Linked DNA regions of Hordeum vulgare: all the other regions are linked to region 1. Evidence: chromatin contacts called from public Hi-C data. All regions are on one chromosome and are shown on one strand. The core of a region is the stretch at or near the end of the contact, and the rest is flanking DNA. Distances in the headings are between cores, read along the strand shown. Region 1 holds the start of LOC123426635 (histidinol dehydrogenase, chloroplastic). Region 2 holds the start of LOC123426632. Region 3 holds the start of LOC123430245 (arogenate dehydratase/prephenate dehydratase 6, chloroplastic-like).

What was found. A called contact is a pair of places that touch in the nucleus more often than the background predicts.
Region 2: a Hi-C map of seedling shows a contact between it and region 1, with 4 times the contacts expected there. The contact joins the promoter of LOC123426632 here to the promoter of LOC123426635 in region 1. A contact is called at or near these places in 2 of 6 Hi-C or Micro-C datasets (leaf and seedling) and 1 of 1 datasets of contacts at active chromatin or transcription factors (embryo).
Region 3: a contact with region 1 is called in a Hi-C map of seedling, with 4 times the contacts expected there. The contact joins the promoter of LOC123430245 here to the promoter of LOC123426635 in region 1. A contact is called at or near these places in 3 of 6 Hi-C or Micro-C datasets (leaf and seedling) and 1 of 1 datasets of contacts at active chromatin or transcription factors (embryo).

Annotation. Positions count from the first base shown.
Region 1 is chr2H:455,444,935-455,449,568 of MorexV3_pseudomolecules_assembly, forward strand. It overlaps LOC123426635 (histidinol dehydrogenase, chloroplastic), which reads right to left and starts at 2,703. Exons shown (of 15, transcript XM_045110496.1): 1 at 2,550-2,703; 2 at 2,349-2,474; 3 at 2,133-2,245; 4 at 1,993-2,045; 5 at 1,838-1,910; 6 at 1,428-1,529; 7 at 1,251-1,352; 8 at 1,088-1,159; 9 at 942-1,004; 10 at 811-852; 11 at 487-546; 12 at 272-382; 13 at 1-106. The coding sequence starts at 2,448.
Region 2 is chr2H:454,562,438-454,567,071 of MorexV3_pseudomolecules_assembly, forward strand. It overlaps LOC123426632, which reads right to left and starts at 2,327. Exons shown (of 2, transcript XM_045110491.1): 1 at 1,406-2,327; 2 at 643-1,165. The coding sequence starts at 1,844. The coding sequence ends at 960. LOC123426630 reads left to right here. Exons shown (of 7, transcript XM_045110490.1): 7 at 1-125.
Region 3 is chr2H:454,890,135-454,894,768 of MorexV3_pseudomolecules_assembly, forward strand. LOC123430245 (arogenate dehydratase/prephenate dehydratase 6, chloroplastic-like) reads right to left here and starts at 2,018. Exons shown (of 1, transcript XM_045114120.1): 1 at 340-2,018. The coding sequence starts at 1,959. The coding sequence ends at 574.

The DNA.
Region 1 (4,634 bases), core at 1,453-3,952:
TAGGAAGAGCATCACACTGCTTGCTAACTTCTGCTTCAATGGCACCTAAATCAACACCATCTCCCGCAATAACTAGCACAACCTGACTATCTGGGCCATGTTCTGCCTACAAGATAGACCAACCAACTGTGATCTAACACATACATTAAAATGATTCGCAAATATCAATATTATCTTATCTTTATCAGTTATCCTCAGGTTTAATGAACAATAGTCAACTCAACCTACACACTCTGGCATTACAGAGCAGAGTAACAGGAAGGGAACATACCTGAGATAGCAGATCAGCGGCAACATGAACTGGGTTGGCATATTTGTCAGCAATTACCAGAACTTCTGAAGGGCCAGCAGGCATGTCTATAGAGACCATAGCTTCGCTGTTCTGCAGTCAAATAAGAATAAGAACCACAAAAAGGAATGCACAGAAAGAAGATGCCGGAAAAGGCAGATACAGGTTATGATTTACACAGAAAGAGCAGAATAGACCTGAAGAATCATTTTAGCAGCTGTGACATACTGGTTGCCAGGACCAAATATTTTCTCAACCTGCCAAGCGAGTTACAAAGATAGAATGAGGAACAATCTTTGCATCTAACGAGTGCACACGCCTACATTTGCATAGACATTTTGAGCAGGTTATGAACTGCAAAGAGCATGATATGACTCCACAGAAGTGCTCAACTCAATGAAGTTTTATTTACAGTCCTTTAACAAGTGCATCTCAATACATTGTACAAGTTTCATGATCAAGACATAAAATGCCCTACGGATTTTGAACAAGTAAATCATAGTGGAATAGATCTTGAGCACCTTTGGGCATGATGCAGTTCCCCATGCCATAGCGGAGATTGCCTGAAAGTAGAGAACATTTAAAATAATTGAAGGACATCGATAACATTGAACTACATAGAAACAAACAATATCTCAAAATATCCTTATACCTGAGCGCCACCAGCTTTTAGTATGTGTGTAACACCAGCTTTCTTGGCACAGTACAAAACCTCCTGCACAAAATAGGAATAATGTTCAGATTTCTTCAATTTCACCTTACAAAAACAGCAGCATTTCCATGCCCCACAAAGCGTACCTTACATATGCTACCATCACGACTAGGGGGTGTGGCAAGAACTACAGTTTTGCATCCAGCAATCTGCGCAGGCTGTTAAAAAAGAGAATCCACATGAGAAATTTAAGACAATGAATAACTGCAGGTATCTTAGTATAGAGTATTTGAATAAACATGAGCATACCACAGCAAGCATCAATGCAGTTGAAGGCAAGACTGCAGTGCCCCCTGGAACATACAGCCCGACAGAACCAATGCATCTAGTTATCCTTTTACATCTCACACCCTTCACAAATAAGCATAAGCATATAGAAAGGCCAAAACGTAAATGGGGGCATCAAAGCATCTCTTATTCTCTTACTTTCATATTCTCCACTGTCTTTTCTGGCGACTTTTGTGAAACATGGAAGGCATAAATATTGTCATATGCCACATCAAAGGCTTCCTTCACAGCTGGATCAAGCTGCAAATTTGATGAAGGTAAGACAGCCAAAATCATCTAGCAAATGAAAAAAAAACATCTGAATCTGGACACAAAATATACTGACATCAGGTGTACTTATTTCTAAGGATTAGAAACATCTGAACGCAAGTAGATAAAACCTAGAATGGAATGGCGAGCTGCAACTGAAGAAATAAGGAACCAAACAAGCCATGTATGATATATCAACATGGCATGTGGAGAGAAAAAACTGAAAATTATCTGCTTGTGACTTCGGTTAAATTAACAAGACAAGTGCAGAACGTAAATGCACATCACAAGATGGGTACCTCTGCATCTGGGAGATCCCTAACACGCACAACAGCATTATCGAGAGTGACCTTGTCAAACTTTTCTGTATAACTGAACAGACCATGTACAACAAAGTAAGAAAAGTTCTGCAATAGGCCATGAACAGAACGTTCAAACAGTACACAACACTTACTCCTTAACCGCAGCATCACCTCTGGCTCGCACATCTTCAACAATCGGATTCACCTAATCCCACAAATCAAAATCCCATGGATGTCAGACTAGGGCACAATTTCAACTCCATACCCATGAATAACCTCACTATTATCTTACCGTGCTGAAAATGGAGGTGAAATCAATGCGAGGGCGCGCCTTGAGGCCGCTAACCTCGGCATCGCTGAGATCGGACAGCCTATAGGACTTCATCGCGCAGCTAACACCCAACACTGAAACAACCAAGTAGGCAAATTACAGTCCAGAGAATCTTATCCAACTAGCTTAGGAACCAAAGGCTAACAACAACAGAATACGCAAGTCAAAAGCTCGCACCTTTGGATTTGGGGACCCCGGAGGAGGCAAGACAGAGCCGGTAACCGCGACCGAGGCTGGTACCGCCGGCGAGCTGAGGCGGAGCGCGCAAGCTGCCCATCAACAGAGCCCGATTCAATTCTGTTTCTGGGGCGTTGGAGAATCAGAAGCATGGGGGAAGATACGCTATGGTTAAGCCGAACGGAAGGTAGGGAGACGAACCGAAACCAAACGGCGGCGGTGAAGGGTTTCTACGGCCGGCGGCAAAGCGACGCTGTGAAGGAGGTCGCCGATGTCCGTGACCGTGGTCTACTGTGCTGAGTGCTCCGGCAAAGGAGGCGCCGTCTCAAGGGATGGGGAAAACGAGAGAGTGGCGGCGCTGGATAGGCCGTAGGTGGCGATGCTTATTTTGATGGGCCGAGCCTAGGCGGCCCGAGTGCTGCCACACACATTTGCAGTTCGGACGGTGGGCTCAACATCTTGGCTCAATCCGGTTGCAAAAACACACTTAAAAATAAGGGAAAAGATTACCATCACCTGGCGGATCGTAGCGTCCCATCCGTCACCTTTCTTGCATGACACACATTCAAGTGAGGACCATACCATCATTCGTCGGACGCGTTGGTGCAACATGGAGTATGTTTTTAAAATATATACGGTGTTGCAATTATTTACAACAGGTTTATGTTTTGCAATAAAATCTTTGTTATGAATTTTTTTATAACAAGACCTCGGTTGTAAAAAAATATCTGCAACAAAAATCTAAGTTATAATTCTTTTATAACAAAACAGTTGTTGCAAAAAAATCTGCAACAAGAAAAATGTTGCAGATATAATTTTGCAACAAGACCTGTGTTGCAATGATTAAGATGCGGCTCGCTCGATGCGGGAAATCTAACTGCTCGCGAGCTGGCTAATATTTCAAAAAGATCAGCCAATGAAGGTGTAACACGCCCCTAAAAATAAATCATTTTTGCTATAAATGTTTTAAAATGTAGTCTTGAAATATAGGAGTGGGGCATTTTCAAGACCGAGCTACACGGAGGCCTTGATTTTTCTATTTTTTAAAATTCAAATTTTTTTAGTTTCAAAAAGATCTGGAGAAAATACACAGGTATACAAGGATGCAATGTGTATGTGTGTAAATTTTCAGATCAAATAACTTCAATTGTAAGCTGCGCAAAAAAACATGGACTTTGAAGATGAACAATGCATATGCTAAAAAGCCCGGATTTACTTTTGTATAGCTCCCATTGAACGTATTTTCACCTGAAAATTTACACACATCTACATCATCTCTCTAGGTTTGAACTATTTTTTTGGCTAAAAATTTACACACATCTACACCTACATCAGTCTAAAAAGCCTGCAATTTTTTCAGAATTTTTCCAAACTATTTTTTTGAGTTTGAAGTTTCATATTAAAACCTCCATGAAGTTCGGCCTCCATTTGGAATTTTCATAAAAGAAAAAAACCTTATAAAATATTGAAATGGGTGAAAACTGACTGATACAAAAGATACATCTACAACATTTTGCGGTGTTTACCCTAACACAATATACGGTCTAGGTTTAGGAGAGTGCATTTTTGGAACATGGATACATTGGAGGACTTTATTTTAAATAGTTTAAAAATCAGATTTAAATTTTCAATGAATAAATCCGAACAGAATTCTACATGATCATATGATTGGATATTATACATGTGTAAAGTTTGGTGATGAAACAAGTAAACATGTGAGCTATACAAAAATGACAAAAAGACAATTTCTTAATAGTGAATAATACATGCATTGTTCATCTTTTTAAATTCATGATTTTATCATTTCTGTGTAACTCACATGGTTACTTGTTTCATCATCAAAATTTTCACATGTGTAACATACATACATATGAACATGTGAAATTGTTTTTAGAATTTTTTGAAACATCAAAATACCATTTTGACACTATTCAAAATAAAGGGCTCCAATGCACCCGTCCATCAAAGTGACTTTTTGCTAGGTTTAGGCTCTTTTTGGCATCGTCACAAAAATAGCCCCATTTCAAACAAGTCTTAGTGGAATATTTACAATTTTTCTCATAGAGTTTACTAGACTCGCAATTATTAAAAAATGTTTTATCTCTGCTCCTAGACATCAACCAACAACCCGCTTTCTTCCCCATAGGAAATATCCATTGTTGCTTTCTCATAATATCTATAGCCAGATTTGAAAAATCCAGCACCTCAAACTTCCGTGGACCCGTTCAGGCATTTGCGCGGAGGCATCTAAACAACCCCTCATATCTCGGACCCGACAACCATATA
Region 2 (4,634 bases), core at 1,077-3,576, 880 kb before region 1:
AAAGTGGTATTTATGCCTGCGTGTGGCATTAGGTCAGGCCATCAGAATGTTGTATTGTACTAGTTGTAACTTGTAACGCTGTTGTTGGAGCTGTAGTGTTGTACATAAGGCATTTTTCTTCCTTCCGTGCTCTGATGTGTGATGGCTGTCCAGCAAGTGTGCTGTGTGATGTTTGTCATTTCTTTTTCACATCAAACATTAGCAGCCAGCGGATGATGCAGTGCTGTGGAACCGTCCTGCTGAGAACCGTGTGTGTTGTTTGTAGACCAACAACGCCTTACTGAATGCAATTTGTTAACTTTGCTGTGGCCTCCTGAACCCTGATATATGTAGCCATGTAGGCATGCAGTCCCAGTCTGGCATTCTGACCTCCTGAACCCTAATGAGTTGCTGCTGAGATTTGTAAACGAAATGCGAGAGACAATTTCAGATGTTCTTTCAATCTTTCGTTAGATGTCTGGTGTTGTGACGGTTAAGTAAATTGAGTACATTCGTCGATTTTGACCCAGAAGAATGTGCCGACGGTGGCATCTGCAACTGATGCCGGCACAATCTCTTCTTCACGCAAGAAGGGGGGATTCAGAGCAGCTAGTAGCACGCACGTAGTTTCCTTCCCACTTGCCCACTTGCATATGTGATCCATACAGGTCAATCTCCTCTACTGACTAGTACTTGCATCCATAATCAGATAGTACAAAATTCAATAATTACACATTTCTGTATGTAGTGTAGTCTATAACAATCTTAATTGCCCGGACGTGGTCTCGGGAACTGTCCTAATCACGCATCTGATATTCGTACTATCTGAATCTGCGTGGCGTGGCCGAGCCGAGTGGATCGTGACGTTTCCGCCTAAACAATGGGATACTATCAGGCACCAGCACGCTACGGTCTTATCCTCTGAAACAATTCGAGAAATGGACTGAGGGTGGGCAGTGATCATCATGGATGATGACGCGCTACATGGTCGGCCAGAACGGCATGTAGCGCAGCCAAGCCGGCGGTTCGCCTGCTGACGTAGGCGCCTCCCCGGCGTTCCTGACACCGCTTGCTCCGGCAGAGGAGCAGGAAGATGAGGAGGTCTGGATGGCGGCCGAGGAGGACCTCGGGCACAGGAAGAAGCTCCGGGACCCTAGCTCCATCACCTTCTCCCTCGGGTCCAAACCTAAGCAATGAGTCCAAAACATTTTACATGATCAGTGGATGATCCTTCTCTTATCTTACTGAATGATGCAGATGATGCTCACTAAATGATCACTGGTTGTTGTCACCGACTTGACGCTCTCAGTGGGGCTATTAGCGATTTGGGTTGACTTTCCACACTTTGATAGTTCTGTGGTGTGGTGTGCAATTCTGGGATGAAAAATGCAGAGGGTACCGTGGTCTTGAGATGCAACAAACTTACTTTCCAAGCTGAACTGGGAGTAGTGCAGGCCGAAGGTGGACGGGTCGGTCGATGGCAGCAAGGGCCGCCTGCCCTCCTTGACGTAGATCCCCACGGCGGCGGCCACGAGGTCCGCCACGCTCCACTCCGCCGACGCCATGACGTTCAGCGGCCACAGGCTCCTCTGCACGGTCACGTTCACCAGCACCTTGCTCGGCGTCCTCCGGACCGCCAGCGGCTCGCCGTCGTCTGCGGCCCGGAAGTTCCTGCCCCTCACGCCGGCGAGCAGGTCCGGCTGCGTCTTGGGCCTCTGCTTTGCCAGCTGGTGCCGCTGCTCCGTCCCGCGCCCGTGGAACGACGCCGACCGCTGCCCCGGGCCTCGCAGCAGCTGCCCTCCTGCCTCCTGCCTTTGCCGGTCGCCGGAGCAGCTCTTGTCGAAGGAAGGCGCGTGAGGAGGCATCGCCCGTGCTGGCGGTGACCGGCAAGCGCTGCCGCAGAACAGCTCCAAAGTCCAAACACCCGGGCGATCAGACGGCGCGCGCAAGGATCACGGCTGCCGGCGGCAAGGTGCACGGGAGCCGGACGCGGAGGTTGTCCATGCAGAGCAGAGCATGCCGTGTGCAGCTGCAGCTGATCCTATGGCCATATAAGAACCAGCCGAGACGAAGGCGAAACAGGGCACAATTAAAGCAAGGAGAACCGAATTTTCAAAGGCGAGGAGCACAATCGAAGCCAGAAGCAACTGGGAAGTGACTTGTACCCGAGAAAAGGTGAGATGAGAACGGCACGGCAGATATACACATGGAATCATTGTAACCTGAGGTGATTGGCCTGTCAATTATTGAAGCATGACTGCCTCTCCTCCACAAATTAAGTATATACATTTATATTTCTTTATTGGTGTTGCTAGAACTCAGCTAGCTGAGTTTTTAGTGTGGCCTCGTTCACCACGTCAGCTACCGTTGGATGGTACTTTACTTCATGACCAGTAAGCATGCACGTGCAACGCACGAATAACCGTACATCGAAAATTTCCTGCTCATAATTAACAAAAATCACACATCCAATGCAATCAACATGGTGAATTTCTTAGTAAAGAACATATGGGATATTTATTGTCTGTATACTCCCTCCGTGCCTAAATATACGTCTTTTATGCACTACATACGAATGCATATAGACATTTTGATCCATATGTTATTTATATTTGAAAATTTAAAAAGATTTATAATTAGGAATGGAGGAAGTAGTCAAAATAGAATCAAATATTCTATATTGTACAAATAAACATGGTAGACACGGAAAAGGTAAAAAAAGAAAAATAAGAACATACTCCCGGTATAAAAAAAACCTCACCCACTCTCGTTATAAAAAATAACCTCACAATTTCATGAAAAAAGAAAAACCTCACAATCTCACCCACCTCGTTATAAAAAAAAAACACCCGAACCACCCACTCCCCCTCCCCCCACCCGACCCCTCCACACAATCTCACCCACTCCCGCCTCATCCGCCTCGCGCTCCCGGAGCTGCTCCGTGTCCGCTCCGTCGCCCGTCCCCTGTCCCACCTCATCTCCTCCCCGGACTTCCGCCGCTTCTACCACCTATCCTCCGTCTCGTCCGGCCCCGCCCCGGCCGCCGCGTGGCTCCTTGTGTTCAAGAAGCTCCCGCCCCGCGGCGCCGCGCTACGGGGCTTCCACGGGCCGTCCGGCCGCTGGTTCCGCATCGCCGTCTCGGACATCATCTCCCCCGTCGTGCCCCCGGGGGAGGTCCTCTACTTCCTCGGTGCCTCTGGCAGCTCCTTCCGGTTCGCCGCCAACGGCCGCCGCGAGCTCGTGGTGGTTGACCTCTCGGTCCAGTCGGCCCGGCAGCTCCTTCCTGTTCGCCGCCGCCGCTCCCCTACCGTCCGTGTTCCTCTCTCAAGGCCACCGAAGCTCATGGCGCAGAGGGCCGCGGGCGCGCTTCTCCGGCGGCCCCTGGGGCTCGCGCCGCCCACAGCCCCGTGGGCCCTGAGCACCAGCGACGCAGCCGCGGAGGGAGAGGCGGCATGGTGCATACACCGCGGTGCGGCCCGAGTGGATCTGTGTAACATCCCAATTTTCCTAATTGGGAATGTTTTACATTGTAGCTAAGCATCTATGCATGTTGATTGAAATAAATTTAGCACGTGAAGTTCCTTCGTCTTTTTTTGGTTTTGCATTTCCATTTTTCCTCGCGCGAGAAAATGCCCGGAGAAAATACTCTCTTGCACGCAAGAGAGAGAGCGGAGGAAAATGACCCTCCAAAGTGCGAGCAAATGTTTGAAATATTGGAGCCAAGAAAACCCAAAGATTATTTGCAAAAAGAAATAAAGCAAATTTGGAAATTTCTGAAAAAACATTTTTTAAAGTTTTTATTTTTGCTTTGGAAAAATGTTATTCGGGTAGAGAATATTTTTCTGATTTTTTTGGTATATAATACCCTATATTAATATTTTGATTTATTTCCTTTTTATTCGTTTTTATTTTCTGTCTCGGAAAAAGTTAGAAATAGGAAAGGACTTTTTCTTTTCTTTAGAAACCGCCGCCCCCGAGCGCCTTATAGCCTGGGCCGAAATCTCCTGTCCTGGGATCTGAATCCCGTAAATATCGGCCGCCCGCCCCACTCTCCACCGCCTCCCTCTCTATGGCCAGTGGACCCCACCACCCGAGCCTTCTCTCCCGTCGGTCACCACCTTCCTCCCCTTCCTATTCTACTGCTCGAGGCCAAGACCGAGCCAAGCTCGGGATTTCCTTCCCTGATCTTCTCTACTCCTTCCTTAGCCCACCCCTCCCGTGGCCTATATAACACCCCACCCGAGCCGCCCCCGTTCCCACCATCGCCGCCACCCCGCCCCGTCCCCTCGCCGCCCAAGCCCGCCCGCCGGAGCAGCAGCACTGCCACCTTCGGCCCTGGAGCAGCGCCACCCCGTCAGTCGCCCCTCTCCCCCGAGCGCCTCCCTCGAGGAGGAGGACTGCCCCGCCGCCGCCGCCCCATCCCCTCCAACGCCCCGGAGCCCCCTCCTCCCCCTCGCCGGCGACGTCACCATCTTCTTCTTGCCGGAGCTACTCCACAGCACGGTAGCTCTCCTCTACTTTCTGTTGTTTTATTTTTTTCGTTTATAGCCCTTAGATCTTAGTTGGATGGTTTAGATTTGATCTAGGGATAACTCTTCGGTTTAGTTTAGAAAACCAACGGTTTTATTTTCACTTATGATTTAACCAGTGAATTT
Region 3 (4,634 bases), core at 768-3,267, 560 kb before region 1:
AACCAGCGTTCATATTTGCTACAAGCGTTTTTTAGTTACTACATTTGTTCAGTAAAAAACTGCATATATGTTTAGTTGTAACTCGAGTTTGTTGAATTTTTGCTGCAACCGGCGTTTTGACTTTTGCTATAACTATGTTATTTTTTGCTACAACCGGCATCATTTTTTGCTGCAACCGTTCATTAAAAAAGTTGTATACACGTCACGTAGATATTTTGCTACAACTGGCGTTTGACTTTTGCTATGACGCATCATCTTCTTCGATTTTGCTACGATCACGTAGATATTTTTTTTGATACAATTATTTTTATTGTTGCAATCGTTAACAAAAATTGCTACATAATCATCGAAATTTGTTGCATTAAAAAAATATATTGCATGAAAATCTAACAACACGCCCATCTACAGCTGGCAAATCGGGCGGCCTGCGCGCGGCCGGCGCGCCCGCGCAGAGCATCGCCCTAAGGTCTAATCAGCTCAACTGGCACTATTACACGTACTGTGACACGACAAGAAAAATGAAGAACGCGATTAATTACTCGATGGCGATTAAATTAACTCGATCGAATCCAATCAAGAAGACGAATAAGCCGACGATGAATCGGATGAGGCAACGCCGGCAGCCATAGGTGTCATGTCCATGGGGTAGCTCCCGAGCACGCGCAAGAATGACGTGAACTCCTGCACCTCAGCAAGTGCATTCTGCACGCGCGGGTCGGCGAGGGAGGCCTGGAAGTCCACGTAGAACATGTACTCGAACTGCTTCGGGGCGGTGCCGCTGCCGGCATCGTCGGCGGCAAGGCGGATGGGCCGGTGAGGCCGGCTGTCGATCTTGGTGAGGCTGATGTCACGGAAGGCGAAGGCGGATAGCACCTTGAAGAGCACGGAGGTGCCCTCCTTGTCGTGCGCGAACACGATGCTCGTCTTGAAGGGGAGGTCCATGCGCGGCACGATGGGCTCCCTGGCTAGCATCACGAACCGCGTGACGTTGCCGGAGTCGTCCTGGATGCCGTCGGCGAGCACCTCCATGCCGTACAGCTCGGCGGCGCGGGAGGACGCGATGGCGGCCGTGTCGCGGAGGCCGTTGGCGGCCACGTACTCGGCGGCGCCGGCCGTGTCGTCGAAGGCCTCGCGGGCAGCGTTGAGACCGGCCATGCGGGTGAGCGTGTGCTCGCACTGCGCCAGCGCCTGCGGGTGGCTGATGACGCGGGTGACGTCCTCCTTGCGCACGCCCGGGAGCGCGAGGAGGCAGTGGTGCACGGGGAGCTGCACCTCGCCGACGATATGCAGGCGGTGCCGGAGCAGGAGGTCGTAGTTGCGGTGGATGCTTCCTCCCAGCGAGTTCTCCACCGGGAGCACGGCGCGGTCTGCGATCCAGTTCTCGACGGCCTGGAACGCCACCTCGAACTGGTCGCACGGGATGGCGTCGGAGCCCGGGTACGCCTTTACGGACGCCTTCTCGCTGTACGCGCCAGGCATGCCCTGGTAGGCCACGCGCAGCTCCGAGCCGTGCATGGGCGCCGGGGACAGGTCCGCGATCCGCAGGGGCGCCGGCAGGTTGCGTGCGCTGCCATTAATAGTCTTCACAGGGTCCAAATCCAGCACCGCGCCGTTCGAAGCCGCCGCCGCCGCCAGCGCGAGGTGGCCGTTGGTGGAGTGGGGGGCGAGCGCGGCCACCTTGCTGGAGAGCACCGCACAGCTGGTCAGCCACTCCGTCCTGTTCCCGACGACGGCGCCCTGCAGCGAGCTCCTCACCACGACACTGCCCCTCCTCGGAGCACGCCCCTGTAGATTCGGACTCTGCCCAATGGGCGGCTTGACAATATTCACGACAGCCATGCCAATTAGCTCTTCCTCCTCTGTTGCTATTTGCTGGTAACTAACGAGAAAACTGAAACTGGTTGCTGGAGCAGCTTCAAAAGCGAGAAGCTGAGAGGGGAATGGGTTATGGAAGGGCATAATATAGGCAGGCGGCGCTTTGTCTTAGTCTGGGTCTCTGGTCCTTTGTTTATTCCAATGATTCATCAACCGACTCATGGGCTGATGGCCCTCGCGTGAGCCGTGACAACGTCTGTGTTATTCCGGTGATTCAATCCACTTGCACCCCGTGCCAATGCATGTGCCCTGCTTCCAGGAAAAAGGATAAACCATTTATAATTCAGGCATACCCCACGTTTTGGTCGATGATCCCCGCGTTTGTGCATACGTTTGCTCCGGTGTAGAATCATGTAGTGTTCTGACTTGAATATACCTGTAAACCACACTGAGCTTCAAACCAGTTTGGCGTTTCTGTTTCGGAAAATATAATTTTGGAGGCGTTGTGTGTTTTAGTCTTAGAGAATGAAGGATCACAAGTTGTTCAATTGTAGCACATGGGCGATGTTAATTCTTTTTGTTATAGACCGAGTTTAGGTTTGACCACTTATGTTAATATCACTCGACCTCTTAATTCAACAATTGCAGCTTGATTCCAGCCTTACATCAGGTACCGAATTGATTTAGTCAAAATGGTATCACAACGACGTGGCACCAATCTCACACACTTTACACGCAAAATGAAAAACCGAAGAAAATTGTTAGAGCAAGTCCAACAACCTTGTCCTCCTCGTCGCCACCTATTCTTCTACCCCGAGCCATGCCCGATCTAGAAAGGAGGGGTGGGACTGCAGCGAGGAGGTTGAAGAAGATGGTGGCACGAGAAGGATTGGAGGACGACGAGGAGGTTGAGGAAAATGGTGGTGCGGGGGAGATCAGAGACGTCGGCGTGATGGTAGATATAACAATAGTCGATGAAAAAAACAGAGTGCATGAGCGAAACATACAGATACAAAGATCCAGAGAGATTGAGGTGAGCATTGTGTGCGTATATTTGATTATGTAAATTACTGATTTGTATCAAATTATATTGTGTAGATATTGTGTCAAAACTAGTGGAGAGGGAAACTTAGAGACTGGGTTGGAGTACACAAAGAGATAATTGGGAGTATTATTTAGTCCATGCACTCAAATGAGAATTGGATGAGGGTTATTCGATGATTGAGTTGCACTTGTTCTTTAAATTCTCTTTCAACAAATCACAAAAAGTCAATAGAAATAAAATATTTCATTTAAAGAAAAATGGGAAGGCAAGGAAATATTACTCCCCTCATTCTCATATACAAGGCCACTATAAAAAATATATTTTGCATCTATATAAGACCACTAACAATAGTCAAGGCAAAAAATAATGGTATTTCCTCGGAGTAGCAACTTATTTAATACTTGCATACATATTGTCGTAATGACACTTAGCTTCTTTCTTCTCTTTTTTTTCCTTGCATGCATGTGGCATACTCCCTCCTTACACATGTGTTGGGCACCTAAGAAGGAGCACTGCAATCTAGGCACAAAAAGATTGGGCTAAGTAAATAATTCAAATCATAAAGAAAGCCAATCACCATCCAAGTCTCTCTTTACAAAACATTACAATAAACCAAACAATAATAGCTGGCACGGTTTGGCTAACCCATGAATTTAAATTTATAACATGCAACCAAACCCCACACGAGAGTAATTAATAGGATCAAGTTTAAGGCTGGCCATAGTGGGAGTAACTTAGGTAGTATCATGTACTTGGGAATAGCAAACATGCTGATGTGGCACACAATTAAAGAAGAAAGAGAGGGTTAGAGTAACATAGGTAGATACCGTAACATGTTAAATGCTATGCTACTATGTGTCATGCATGTCAATAAATGAGGTCATGTATGATACTAATTTATAATACTATGCACTATGAATGTTGTATCATACAATAGTATCATATGCATGATACTACTATATGATACTCCCCACTATGGTCAGCCTAGGAGGAGGAGGATTGCATGAGCTGGTCCAACGTTTTTCAAGAAAGGGTTAATTACAAATATTAATGCATGTATAATGACATAGGCGACTTATATTTTTGGAATTTCAGAATTCTCTTAGGTTCCCAATGCACGTGGATGGAGGGAGTATTAATGATCTCGGTTAATGAAAAGAAAAATTAGTTTGCAAAGCAACCATTAATTTTTACAATATTTACCTTGATACGTGTAACTTGAGTTTGTGGCCTTATATAAGGAATGGAGGGATTATCGTAATTACCATTGGTGTCTCTAATATTTTTTATAGTTTATGAGTTTTTTTATTCACTAGTTTTCCTATAATGTGTTTAATTTCCTCCTTTGCTACATTTCATTGGCTTCACTTTTTAAGCTCGTATTTATTTCTACTTTATTTCTTCTTTATTTGTACCAATTTTCAAGATTACTTGTGATTTTCCTAATACAATATTTTTATAAAAGTTAACAAAAAAGGCTCAATACTTCACTTTGCTAATACATTTTACAGAACTTCTATGTTTTCTTGATGTTGCTTAACTTCTTTTCCAATAAATGCACTACTTGGGATGCCGCATGCGAGAAGCCACCGCTATGCCATCAATGTGTTTTCACGTGTCTCAAAGACTAGATGTCCTCGTTATTGAAATTTCTAAGTTACACTTCTAAAATATTAATTAATATGCCAAACCTAATTGATGTACTCCCCTTCACGATTTAGAAGGCATGCATGAAAATTCTCTAAACCTAGGTGGTTATTGATTGGCTGTGAAA